Linked DNA regions of Mus musculus: region 2 is linked to region 1. Evidence: chromatin contacts called from public HiChIP or PLAC-seq data. All regions are on one chromosome and are shown on one strand. The core of a region is the stretch at or near the end of the contact, and the rest is flanking DNA. Distances in the headings are between cores, read along the strand shown. Region 1 holds the start of Stag1 (stromal antigen 1). Region 2 overlaps Ppp2r3a (protein phosphatase 2, regulatory subunit B'', alpha).

The links. HiChIP or PLAC-seq counts read pairs in DNA pulled down with a chosen protein or histone mark.
Region 2: a contact with region 1 is called in an H3K27ac HiChIP or PLAC-seq map of heart atrium, with 5 times the contacts expected there. The contact joins the enhancer-like site here to the promoter of Stag1 in region 1. A contact is called at or near these places in 1 of 39 promoter capture datasets (erythroid cells), 2 of 484 Hi-C or Micro-C datasets (nephron progenitors and uterus) and 15 of 115 datasets of contacts at active chromatin or transcription factors (the 230-238 cell line, cardiomyocytes, craniofacial prominence and 11 more).

The regions. Positions count from the first base shown.
Region 1 is chr9:100,637,895-100,644,758 of GRCm38.p6, forward strand. It overlaps Stag1 (stromal antigen 1), which reads left to right and starts at 5,554. Exons shown (of 34, transcript NM_009282.4): 1 at 5,554-5,902.
Region 2 is chr9:101,108,515-101,115,634 of GRCm38.p6, forward strand. The region is part of intron 13 of Ppp2r3a (protein phosphatase 2, regulatory subunit B'', alpha); the gene reads right to left. Among named protein-coding and RNA genes, the nearest start is that of Msl2, 37 kb to the left of the region's middle. Within about 2 kb of position 1,712, at least 38 of the 459 cell types and tissues checked have an H3K27ac peak or open chromatin away from gene starts, as enhancers often do. A contact at or near this core is called in heart atrium, where this site is marked.

The DNA.
Region 1 (6,864 bases), core at 4,304-6,803:
CAGAATTCATCACTTTAGCAAAACTTGTGGCTTGACTTTTAAAAACAAGTGACAGTAAAATTATGATTTAACCCAATCATGGACTGGTAGGGTGGACAGACAGCACAACCATTACTGCCACAAGTTGATAGCAGTAATGAATTGCAAGAGTAGAAACAAAGGAAAATGATTTTTAAAAATATAACAAATGTCCTGAGTGGACAAAAGGAGTGGAGAAAGTGAGAACTTTCATGATCCCCAACACTGGGCTTCTAGGTGATTAAAAGAGGCTGTGTGGCTAAGAGCACTGGCTGTTCTGTCAGAGGACCCAGGTTCTGTTTCCATTAACTTCCTGTGGTTCACAACCATTCAAACTCTAGGGAATCTGATGTTCTCTTTTGGCCTCCTGAGGACCAGGCACATACACACACACACACACACACACACACACACACACACACACACACAAATAAGTGATGTGTGAAGCCAAGCATTGTAGTAGCACAGGTTTTTGTTTTTTTATTCCCAGCACTCAGGAGGTAGAGGCGAGGGGATCTCTGTGAGTTTGAGGCCAGCCTGGTCTACAGACTGAGTTCCAGGACAGCAAAGACTACAGAGAGACCTCATTTCAAAAAACAAAACAGTAACTAAAGTGAATATTGAGAAAGAGTGATCAGATGACAGATCCCCTTTGCGTCTAGTCAGTAGCTGCAGCTGTAAAGGGAGAAGGGAGGAATAATTATTGTTAAGTCATTATCATAAGCAAAGCAAAAATGCAACTTTTATTGTTTATGCTATGAAGAAATATGGGAGGAAAAGACTGACCAAGCTCTTTTGAAGAAGGTATATTTAGAGAAGAAGCTGTCAGTTCAGTGTTTTGCAGGGAATATGCTGTCTATATAATCACAGTTAGTTCTCATGTGTCATTGGTTAACAAATGCTTGCCTTGTGTGTGTGTTGCGGAGGATGGAACCTCAGTCCTTATGTATGCTAGCAAACAAATGCCAAGTTTAGTGCACTGTCAGGTCTCTAGAATTTGGCAGATCTGTAGGAAAATGTGAAAGTCTATCCAAAAGCCTAGGCGACATGTCATCATAGAACTAACTTTATATTGAAGACCTCCTGTGCAATGTTCATTCTCTCCACATTTCAGTGTGAAAGTAAATTTTTTTTTTTGTATTCTGATTGTTTCATTGTAATTCAGGTCTCATGTCTCTGAAAAGCAAAGTATTTTTGATATTTCCATCATTTCTATGTTTTGAAGTTGCTAATGAAAAGCTTTTCAAAATCTATATCAAGAGATTTAGAATCTTAAGAATCTTGAAAGAGCTGATGTTTCTCAGAAACATGTAAGCCTGCAACAGAGTCGAACATGTTATGGAACCTCTAGTCCTTCCAGCGCTAGTCAGAGGATTAATGAATATGCTTTTCTCACATGGGTAGTTAGACCTGATCAGGTTATTTTTTTTTTTTTTAACAATTTTTGAAAGAGACAATTAGAAAAAAAATAAGGCATAACTTGTGTCTTAAGATTTCTAGTTTTGTGACTAAAGAACTGACTACAGACAACTTGGGAGGAAAAAGGGTTTGTTACATTTTACAGTTTGTAGTCCTTCATCCAGGAAGTTAGGGCAGGAGCTCGAGGTAGGACCCAGAGGCAGCAGCTGAAGCATATAGAGGCCAGGGAAGAGTGCTGCTCACTGGCTTACCGCGAGTGCGTGTGCGTGAGAGTGCGATCGCTCGCATGTGTGTATGTTGTTTAGGAATCCCAGTCCTTATGTATGCTAAGCAAGTGCTCTACTACTGAGCCACATTTTTAGCCTTTTTGGGTTATTACTTTTAAAATAGATAGATTTTAAAAAATATTTATCATGTCCATGCTTCCTTTTACACCATAACATGTATGTGGAGGTCAAAGGACATAAAAAAGTCAGTTCTCGATGGGCGTGGTGGCGCATGCCTTTAATCCCAGCATTTGGGAGGCAGAGGCAGGCGAATTTCTGAGTTGGAGGCCAGCCTGGTCTACAGAGTGAGTTCCTGGACAGCCAGGACTACACAGAGAAACCCTGTCTGGAAAAAACAGTCCTAACTTCTGGGTCTCACAGAGTGAATTTAGGTCATGATGCTGACTACTGAGCTGTCTCATCATCCCAGAAGTCTAGAACTTATATTGATTAAGAGGATCAAGGAGTACAGAAATGAGCATAAACTTATTTGTTACACCTAAATAATGGTAACTGAAATTATGGCTACAATATCTTTATCTTAACTGATAACTACATTCACTGGTGGGATTTTAAATGCTCGTGCGCGCACACACACACACGTTGATTGGCTTATAGGTTGAAGCTGGGCAGCTGAACAGTGGCTGTCTCCTGAGCGAAAGGGCAAGAATCCAAGTTGTTCAGTCCAGGAGACAGGGTGTCTCAGCTGTCCCAATCTGGTGGTGGAGTCCCAGAGGGTTTCTGGAGAGCCACTGGCATCCAGTCTATGTTGGAATCCCAAAGAAGGACATTCTAATAACTGCGAAGGAATGCCTTAGCAACAGGATGATCTTGCCATAGAGAGTGAGGGCAAGCAGTCACAAAGCAAAGGCTTCTACTAGAAGGCATGGCCCCAATTTAGGATGGGTTTCCCACCTGAGCCATGAAGTGAAGAAATGCCTGGCTACAGGGGATTTTAGTTGATTCCAGATGCAGTCAGGCTGACAACCAAGGTCAGCCATTACTCTGTGAATGCCATTATGTGTTTATAGATGTATATGAGCCATGGGAACAACAAAGTTTTTCTTTAGGTAAAAAAAGAGAAGGGTCAGGACTGTCTACGAGATGGTCACAAAATGTGGCATTATACACCTGTAATCTCTGCTCTCATGAGGCTAGGGCAGGGGATTTTTAAAGTTTGAAACGAGCATGGGCTACAGACGGAAACCCTATCTCAAAAAGGAGAGGGCATAGAGGAAAAGGGAGAAGAGGGAGAGAGAGAAAGAGAGAGGGAAGAAAGAAAAGCCTATTACAATTATTCTGGTGTAAGACAATGGGAAGAGGTGGGGAGGAAAGAGCCAGGGCAACAGTAGCCTTTGGAGAACAAAAGCAGAGATTTGAATGACAATAGGATCAGGCTCAGAGTTTCTTTTGGGAATTAAAATAATTATGTATACATACCAGTTCAATTATGTGTGGCAACAAAATAAAATTTAGACTGTTGTGAACTCAAGTTGTATACACACACACACACACACACACACACACATACACAAATGATGATCCAGCAGAAGTCTCAGGATTGATCCTTAACATGGAAAATGCATAATCCCCAACAACAAAAATAAATGCTGGGCTGGGGTGTAATTCAATTGCTGAATCCATGCTTTGTGAGGTCCTGGTTTCAATCTCCAGAGCGAGGGTAAAAAAAATCTGAAGACATTGTAAGATAAAAGCAACAATGCAATAATACAGATAGCATCGATGTATGTGCAGCTCAATATATACATACAGCCACCCTATGAGAGAACTGCTGCTGTTTACATCTTACAGCCGAGGAAGCAGGCGCTGGGATTTGCCTGAAGTTACATTCCTGTTCAGAACCGTCTAGGTTCACAGGTCACAGTGCAGTCCCCAAACCTGCTAAAATTACAGAGTTATTAAGATATTAGGGTAAGAGAGGAATTATTTTTAAGTGTTGAGCTGGATGGAGCTACCTGAAAAGTAGCTGGAAGTACGGTATCTTCCTTCAGGAACAACTGGGAACCGACAAGTAATTTGGGGACTTTTAAAGAGCAACAACGCAGAAAAGGAGCAGAGAACTCAGGGTTGGACTGTAGGATCTAAAACACAAAAATCAAAACAAAACAAAACCCAGAGCTAGCAACTCAATCAGAAGACTAGGGAACAATGTAGGTACAGATTCAAAGGCAGCTTAAAATGTTTTCAAGGGTGGGTGGGGCCTGGTGAAGGACATGACTGCCCCTGGTCCCCTCATTCTCCTTGGATAAGTCTCATTGTCTCTCTCCAAATCCTTCTGCCTTAGCCTCCCAAGGCTGTGGCTAGAGCACCCACAGTGATTCTCTTCAGACATGTGCCTGGGTAAGGAACATTGTGATAGTACAGCAAGTTGAGGGAGTTAACAGCCTTGATTGTTTTTAAAGATAAATGGAAACTAAAAAAAAAAAACAAAACAAAAAACAAAACAAAACAGAAAGCACCTAGAAGATAAAATACTGAAGCTATTCTAGAAAAAAAAAAGGCAATGGCATTCAGGCAGGGCTGGACTGGGGAGAGAAGGGAATGGGGGATGGTTAAACTAGGTGAGATTTTTTTGAGATCACGACTACAAACATGTTGATAGAATATCAGCTCTTTATCAGAGTCCCACACATTCGATAGATTAAATTACATATGACTATGGCTTGGAGCCCGCACCGTCTTTTAACAAGGCAAGCTAAAAACAGGCTCTGCAGAGAACACAATAGGAAGTCAATCAGAGGCTAGTAAACGAGATACTTTGCTGAAAGGACTGTCACGAATTCATACCAAAGTTCCTCCAGTGATGTGGAACGCACTTTGCAACCTTTGGGATACATTCCAGAGACAATTGAGGTACTAGCTAGCTAGCCAGCCCTCAAGACTATAAACAAGTTTAACGTTTCTAAGGAGATATTGAAAATGCAGCTGCCTCTGCCAATAAAAAAAAATTGAGTCAGCAATGAGGCTGATGACCTACAAGACCAAGAATTCACTTTTGTAGTGCGGAGTTAATAAGCAGGCGGAAGGTTAGGAGAGCCTTGGTCAAGGACAGCTTAGGTAGAGAGCAGCAGGGAAGGAAGGGGTCAAGATCTACGCCTGGCTATTTCCCTTTCGGCTAGGCTCCATTATTCGCACGTCCATTTGAGAACCACAGAAAGCAGTCCTAGGCTGTGGGAGAATCTGATTGCTCGCAGAGTCTATCTTCACCGTGTAGCTTCTCCTTTCTCACTAACTAGCCAATGCTGCCGCCTTATGCAAAGCTTGCACCTCGGCGAGAACCTGCTTTACAGAGGCAGGACGACGCCAATCGGCCTGGAGCGGTCACTGTTTCCTTTTAGCTCCGCGGCAGGCAGGGGGTTCGTCCCAGTGCTCGAAACCTTTTCAACCTCGTTCTGAAAAAGCGCCTCATCAATAATAATAAACCGCGCGTTCAATTCTAGCTTGGAGACTCCCGCTAACCGGGGAGGGAGCAGGGCTCGGGGGCGCGTTGGCACGGCTCACCCCGATAACGGGCGGGTGTGGGCGGCTGGCAGCCTCAGGGCGGGAGCGGAGCGCGGCCCCCGCCGGGGAGGGGCCTCGGCGGAAGAGCCGGGGGCGGACTTCTTCCAGGCTCTTGGAGAAGCTCTAAAAATGGCGGGCGGCAACCCAGCGAGCGGGTCGCGCAGGCGCCGCGGAGTCCGTCCTTCCGCTCGCCTGGGGCGGCCCAGGAGCTGTCCACAGCGCCCTCGTCCAGACGTCTCCGCGGCTCGCCATTGGCCGAGCGGAGCAGGAGCCTCGCAGAGGGGGGCGGTGCAGCCACGCAAAAGGCCACGTTTCCCGCGCCGCTGCTGCGCGTGCGCGCCCCCCGGAGGCGAGCGATGGCGCGCGGCCCCGTCCGAGGGCCCCTGCTCGCGCCTCAGCTCCCTCCCCTTTCCGGGCAGGCCCGTCCTGTCAGCGGAGCAGTGAGCAGCGCGGCCAGCAGAGGGCGGTCGGGACCCGAGTCTGCAGCGGCGCCATTGGCGTGTGGAAAATGCCACCAGATGGCGGGTTAGGATTGCAGCTCCGTTGAAGGCGCGGCCCCCGCTCCCGAACCCCCGGCGACCACCCCGTAACCACCCCCCCACCTCGGGAATAACACACCGGAGACTTTTGGGGGGAAACTAGGTCGACGGCCGACAGCGCCCGGATGGGCAGCTGAGGTGAGCGCGGGCGGCGGCGGCGGCGGCGGGGGGCGGGAAAGGGGGAAATGCGGCGGCGGCGGCGGCAGCGGCGCGGGGGCTGGAAGCGCCGATCCAAGATGGAGGCCGGGCGAGAGCTTGGGAGCGCGAGCGGCGAGCGGCGGGCGGGCGGGCGGGCCGGCGCGGGCCCCGCGCGGGGGAGGGAGGCCGCGCGGGCCTGTGCGCGGCGCGGCGCGGCGGCTGCAGGCGGGCGGCCGAGCGTCCGGGACCCGCTGTGGGCGCGGCGGGCGCTCCGCTTCCCTCCACCCCTCCCCGCGGGCCGCGAAAACGGTGCCCCCGCCCGCCCGGGCTCCGCGGCGGTAGCGCGGAAGCCTTTGTGGCGCGCTCGGGCCCGCCGCCAAGCCCGCCCTCCGCCCCCCCGCCCGGGCTCTCGGGACTCGCCCGCGCCCGGGCCAGCCTAGGCGGGCTGGCGCGAACGCCTTCCGCCGCCCTGCGTTTCTGCGGTGCTTTGGCGGCGGCGGCGTCACATGACAAGGAGCTCGCTTCTGTCGAGGGTCCTGGGGGTCGCTCAGCCCAGACTGCTGTCCCAGGCCCCTGCTTTGCTGGGGTGGGGTAGGGCTGAGGACCTGGGCCGACGGGACGTCGCAGTCCTGGCTTTCCCGCTATCCGCCGTCCGAGCTCCGGGTGAAACGTGTCCAGGCCGGAGCACTGCCCCGCTAGTTTCCCAATCCCCCGGGAGATGAGGCCAATAAAAGTTGTTTTTCCTCTTCCCTGAAGGTGGGGGGCGGGATGAAGAGCTGGGAAACCCGAGTGCTGGGAGCTGGACTTGGAGGGGTCCGAACCGAGTGCTGTTTGTGTGTAGTAGGGACCACAACATTTTCTGGTTTTCGGATTGTCACGTCACCCGCTTCTGTCTACGTTAGGATTGTTACTGATTCTTTCCACATTGCAGACAGTCGTGTCCTGGGAGTGTTAAGCTCTGG
Region 2 (7,120 bases), core at 462-2,961, 470 kb after region 1:
TAACAGTGCTTGACATCACTGGTGTAGCTTAGGAGCTTTGGTATGCTAGAGAAGTGCTTTATTCTGGAGCCACATACTCTAACCCTAAACTTTTTTTTTTTTTGTAAATTTTATTTGTATGAGTGTATGGCCTGCATGTATGCATGTGTACCATGTGTGTGATGCCCAGAAAGGCATCAGAAGAGGGCATTGGATCCCTTGGAATTGGATTACAAATGATTGTGAGCTGCCATGTGGGTGCTGGGAACTAAACTTGGGTTCTTTGTAAGGGCAAAATGTGCACACCACTGAGCCATTACTTCACAGCCCCTCCCCCAAACATAATTTGAGTAGAGAAACATTTTTTAAAAAATTATCTACCTAATGTTTAGAAAAACTTCCGTGATTCTAGCTCATGGTGATGCTTGCCTGTTCACTGCAGATACCCCAGCTATGTTCTTAATTTGTTTCTATTCCATTACTTCATCCTTGAGGTGTGGCGGATATGTCATTGCAGTGAGCTATGCTGGTAAGCTTGCTTTACAAGGTGTGGAGTGTGATCAAAGTTAATTCTAACAATGACAAATCAGGACTGCTTATTCCTGTCAAAATGGGGGACATTTTTTCTTTCCTTGGTCTCTACCTTGTTATGTGCAAGCTGTTAGTGTCTTAATACCTCAGTGCAAGTCTGAGAAAAAGGCCTATTTCAGAGTTAAGTCAGAAGTGATACTAATTCAGTAAATATCTGAACTCAAATTTTGCTGAGCTTGAACCAAATGCTGGGATACAATGTTACAGGAATGCTGGAATGAAATGGAACCAGCCTCTTCTAGCTCTGGTGGCCTGGGAGAGAGAGACAACCTGGAATGGTGGCTAAAGGGGTAAAATGTGGGTTCTGGAGCCAAGACTCTTAAGGTCAGATTCTAATCTGGGTCTGGTCAGTATGTGACTTGGGACATGATACCTGGCCCTACATTAATATCTTTACCTCATGAGTACCACCAGCTGGAGGTGATCAGGGTCTAATACATCAGAAACTACTAAATGTAGCTCATGTTTTATAGAGAAGTACTAGGGCTTATCTGAGCATGATTGTGACACATAACCCTATTGAGGGCAAGATTATTTGTGAATAAAAACAACCCCCTTTCCCTAACACCATTTCCCTAACACCAGCTAGGTACCACACCATTCCAGCACTCTGGAGACAGGGGCATATCTTGGTATATACTTTTGAGTTCCAGGCCAGCCACACAGGGCTACAAAACAAAAGGCCAAACCAAAAGGGTTGATTCAGTAACTGTCATTTTGGTTAGTGTTGTGGAAACCTAGTAAGGCAATATCTGGGGATACATTTGACTTACAACTGGGAGGATCTGGTGGGCATGTAGTTAGAACAGTCTAAGGATAGAACTAAACTTACACACTTTGCCAGAGGCCACCTTATGGTCATCCATCTTAGAACTAGTGGGGTTGTTGGAGCCTGATCCCAGCATTGTGAAGTAGGCTGTGGACTAAACTCATTTGTACTCTTGGGTAACCTTGATCTTTTTTGTGTTTCCACACCATTTCTGTGTGCTTCTAACCCTCTCTGTCCAACCTCAGCCTCTGGCTACACTGAGAGCCCTTACACGTCTGGCTGCCGACTAGATGCCTTTCCTAGGATGACAGCATTCCTCAGCCTGAACTCACGCTCCTGCAGTAGTGAGGCAGAATCCCAATAGTGACCTTTCTTCCTCCCATCTTGGAATCCAGCCAGTTGCTCAACACATTGTACCCTATGGACACAGCTGCTGCTTCCTGCTTTCTTGCTTGAATGCTGAAGTTTTTTAGGGACTGGATTTCTTGGTTTCCCTTCTGCCATGGACCCCTTGCTGCTGCTATACCTAGTCATGTTTGGGATTAGTTACAGTTTTGGGGTTTAGTGCCACTGTTTTCTAGTTACCCAAAATACCTGTCCTTCTGGCAAAATGTGTTCCATTTGTTTTTTTGTTTTGTTTTTTTGAGACACGGTTTCTCTGTGTAGCCCTGGCTGTCCTGGAACTCACTCTGTAGACCAGGCTGGCTTTGAACTCAGAAATCCTCTGCCTCCCAAGTGCTGGGATTAAAGGCATGTGCCACCACTGCCCGGCGGAGGGTTCCATTTGTTTATCTGAGATAAAATATTCTTCATTCTAGGCTACAGAGGTATAGCTCAATGGATATTAGTGCTTACTGCTCTTGCAGAGAATTCGAGTTTCGTTCTCAGCACCCATTTTTGGTGGCTTATGGCTACCTGTAACAACACCTGCAGAAGATTTGACAGCTTCTTTGGCCCCCATAAGTACCTGTAGGTGTGCATTCTCTCCTTCCTTCCTTCCTTCCTTCCTTCCTTCCTTCCTTCCTTCCTTCCTTCCTTTTCTTTCTTTCTTTCCCCATCCCCCATCCAGTACATACGAGCAGAAGCAGGTGGGTCTCCTGAGTCTAGGCCAGCCAGGACTACATAGTGAGACCCTGTCTTGATAAAGCCAATTGCTTTAGAGGTGTTATCTGTTAACATTGAGTGAGCAGGGACTCAGGATGAAGCAGCCCACAGTTCAGTTCACAAGCATAAAACAGCAGCTTTCTTAGGAATGCTGTTAGCACAAAAGTATAAAGGCAGACAATGTGCAAAGTTCTGTCAGCAGTATTCCTACTTTTGGAACCTAGCTTTCCTGAAGTTTTCACTCAAATAATCAAGTTTTTTTTTTTTTTTTAAGGGAAAAATATTATGCTGGTTCTGCAAATCCTGGGATGGAAACACTAAGAGTTTACAGAGCTGCTCTTGGCACATACATGGTGTGACAAAGGTCTATATGTAGTTTCAGGTGTTGACGGGGAGTTGTGGTTTGGGCCAAGTTTCAGAAATTCTGATTATTTACAGAAACAAATGGCTAGACTATTTGACTCAGGGCTTGCTGTGGGAAATCTCCAACATGGTGGGTACAAACACAGAATAGTCACTAGTTCTTTACTTGGGAACCTTTTATAATCCAGAAGTGGAAGTGTGGCTTGATTATATTTTAACTCACTGCAGATCCTCCCACTTCTGCACTCTTCTTAGTACTGGGAATCCAGGCAGGCACTACCACACAGCTTTTGCAATAATACTGGGGTTAGAACTTAGGGAGCTTTGTGCATGATAGACGAGTACTCTACCAACCGAGCCACATCCCTAGTCTCATCTCTCTCTTAAGAAAGGTCCTACTGGGCTGGTGAGATGGCTCAGCAGGTAAGAGCACCCAACTGCTCTTCCAAAGGTCCTGAGTTCAAATCCCAGCAACCACATGGTGGCTCACAACCATCTGTAATGAGATCTGACTCCCTTTTCTGGTATGTCTGAAGACAGCTACAGTGTACTTACATATAATAAATAAATAAATCTAAAAAAAACTGTATTCATAAAAAAAAAAAAAAAAAAAAAAGAAAGGTCCTACTAAGTAGCCATGGCTGGCCTGAAGGAGAGAGTGACATGCATAGTATGACTATGCTCCTCGCACATACACACACATGCAATAAAAGTTACTAATGTCTACCATCTCACTTTCCTGTCTCAGAAAGTTGATCTGCTTTAAGAACACTCAGTAGAAAAGTTAAAATAGTTTCTATTTTAAATGAGTGTTCTGTCTGCATATTACTGCGTGTGCACAGAGGCCAGTAGAGGGTGCAAGGTGCCCTGGCTCTGGAGGTTTAGATGGTTGCAAGTGGCTATGTAGGTGCTGGCAACCAAATCTGGGTCCTCTGCAAGAGCAACAAGTGCTGCGCCATCCTCCCAGCTCCTAAAAATCAAAACAAAATACTGCCCCTCCCCATTTTTAAAGATAAGGTTTCTTTATATAGTCCAAGCTCACCTCAGATGCATGGTGTTCCCCCCTCAAATGCCCAAGTCTGAGGATTACAGGTGTGTGTGACTATGTCTGGACCATAAACTACCTAATGGACAAGTCACTGCTTTAGGGGACATTCTAAAGCAGTAGAGTCTGCTTTGAACGCTAGTGACACTGTTGCTTAGGTGTGCTGAAGCATACATAATAGCTATTTCTATTGCTTGACCAAAGGTGTTTTAAAACTAGTGTGTGTGTATGCGTGGTTGCTAAGTGTGTTTGTGGTAATGTGTGGAGGTCAGAGGACAACTTTTGTGAAGTTGGTCCTTTCCTTCCACCGTTATTTGGGTTTGGGGAATCACACTCAGGTCTTATAGCCTTTACTAAGCACCTTTGCCTGCTGACTCAGCCTGATGCTCCCCACACCTGCACCTTATTCAGTTAGGATGTGTAGCTGTCTGGGCCCCCATTGCCTATGCATGTGGAAACCAGGAAAGGGTGTTGGTGTTCTCTTCTGTTATGTTCTACAACTTTCTCTGAGACAGTCTCTTTTCCTGAAACTGGGGCTCCGTTTTCTCAGCTAGGCTGGAGGCCAGCAACCTGCTTTAGAGCTCAGGTTACAGGTATTTTTGGGAACTCTTGTTTGACTGTGCAGGTGCTGGAATTCTAACTTATTTTGTTGTAAGTTAAAATAAGGATGCTAATTATAAATAACTGCATAACCTTTCCTCAGATAGGGACTCTAGTTTTCCTGGGTTCATTCCTGGGTTGAATTTTTATGCTGGTCCTTGTTGTGATTGTGTGTCAGCTAGCCATGTTTGTCTGCAGCGTCTGCAACCTCAGGCCTGGAGTCATTTATCTGCTGTGAAGTAGAGCTTGACAAAAGGGCAATCCATGACTGTTAGTACTTTTGGAAGGTTGTATGTGCTGGGCTTCCTAAAGACATCCTTGTTGTGGGATTGGGTGGAATACTGTTGCTCTGTGCCCTATGGTAAGTATTTGCTCAGGCACTTCCGTAACAGTCTATCAGGTGATACGGATACATAGAAGGCAGAAAAATGGTGGTTTGCCTTAGAGAAGCCTACAGTCCGGTGCTAAGATGAGTAAGTCCATCTGTTTCCACTCACAGGCCAGGCTCTCTTGGACATACTACACATTCCAGTTCACAATCCACTGTTTACACAGATAGTTACTGTATCAGTGATGCCATGTCCTGTGCTCTAGGAATGAAGCGAACAGCCTGGGTGAAGAATGCTACTTACAGCTGACTAAACTCTACTGGAAGAGGGTAGGGAAATATGGCCATGGCCATAGAAGTTGTAGAAGTAAATAGCTACTGCTTTTTTTTCTTCTTCTTTTTTTTTTTTTTTTTTTTTTGTTTTTTCGAGACAGGGTTTCTCTGTAGCCCTGGCTGTCCTGGAACTCACTTTGTAGACCAGGCTGGCCTCGAATTCAGAGATCCGCCTGCCTCTGCCTCCCAAGTGCTACTACTTTTTATTACAAAGAACTTGGCTCTAAGATTTTATTTTCCTCCTCCCCCTCCTCTCCCTCTTTTTCCTCTTCTTCCTCCTTTTCCTCCTCTTCCTCCTCCTCCTCTTCCATCTCCTCCTTTTTTTTTAATTGGTGTTTCAAGACAGGGTTTTTTCAGTGTAGCCCTGGCTATCCTGGAAGCCACTCTGTAGACCAAGCTGGGATCAAGATCTGCCTGCATCTGCCTCCTGAGTGCCAACACCACCTGGCTATTTACATTGTCTTCTTTAAATCTTAAAATAGCTTGGTGTTAGAGAGGTTTCATTGTGCAGGGGATCCTATAGCTTGGAAATCTGGGATCACACTAGTAAGCAGTGGAGCAAGAATTTGAGCTTAGTACTGCTTAACTCCAAATTTCATGTGTGTGCTGTTTGTTAACTTTACCCAGGGTAGGCATAGCACCTGTTCCCAGTAGCTGGATGCCAGGTGTTTACAGGCACTATCTCCGATTCTCACAATGCCTCTGGAAGGCAGTTACCAAGTTTTCTGAACTGAGCTGGAGGAGTCAGGTAGCCTGTGCAGCTGGTGACTGGGCCAGCTCTGAGTGGCTCCTAAGCCTCTTAACACTCTTCCTTTTTCTAATATGGATCTGGCAATTCTGCGTGACATTTATCCCTGACTTTTCTCTATTTCTTCTTGAGGTGAAGGCCTAGGTTGGAACCTTTGGACTTTCAGGCACTGACCCAGCAGCTTCTGGACCAGTGTGACAGGCCGCCGTTTCCTTTGCTGACATTCTCGTGCCTGCTGCCCAGGCTGCTTGTCTTCTCTTCCCTAGAGACCTCAACTCCCACATGTGTCCTGCAAGCCTTATCTCTCACCACATGAGACGAGAGGTCTGTGACAAGCGTATCTCATATGTACTGCTTGAATTTCACTAGAGCTGGTGGCTGCATTGCCTCTCGTGACCCTTTACCTGTGTCCCTGCCTCCTCTTCCTTTACCTGTGACCTCTGCCTGCTTTTCCCTCCTGTGTCCTTGCCTCATCTTCATTCCAAGCACACTGGTACTCCTCTTAGTATGACCACAATTTGAAATATTTTTTTGCTTAATCCAATTGTATTTTCTCTTTAACTGATACTAAGTTTCTCTTGTGTTACTCAAACATAGTAGGTATTTAGACCCGATGTCCCCCACGCCCTTTCTTTAAGGCAGGTTAAAAAGATGGGCTGGGAGATAGCTCGGAGGTTAAGAATGGTTCTTGCATTACTTATTAGAGGACTGGTGTTTGGATCTCACCACCCACATTGGGTGGTCACATATGCCTCTTAGTTCCAGCCTCAAGGAATATTCTACCACCTTCTGTTCTCTGTGGGCATGCACGCACACATAGAAAATAAACTGGGCTTGGTGGTGTATACTTTTAGTACCAGCACTTGAGAAGCAGAAATAGGTGGATCTTTGAGTTCAAGGTCAACCTGGTCTACATAGCCAGTTTCAGGCAAGCCTGAACTGCCTGGCATGGGTGCTTGGAACTGAATGCCAGTCTTCTGCAGGAGCAGTCTGTGCTCTTAATCACTGCAGTGGTGTTTGTTTGTTTGTTTGTTTTGTTTTGAGAGATTTATCTGAGTTACAACTATTAGTAATTTGTTCCTCTTATTTTCCAGGAATTAACTGAAATCAACAATCTGTCTATTGTTTGTGTATAATTAAGAGGTGATGGGGGGCTGGAGAGATGGCTCAGTGGGTAAGAGCACTGACTGCTCTTCTGAAGGTCCGGTGTTCAAATCCCAGCAATCACATGGTGGCTCACAACCATCTGTAAATGAGATC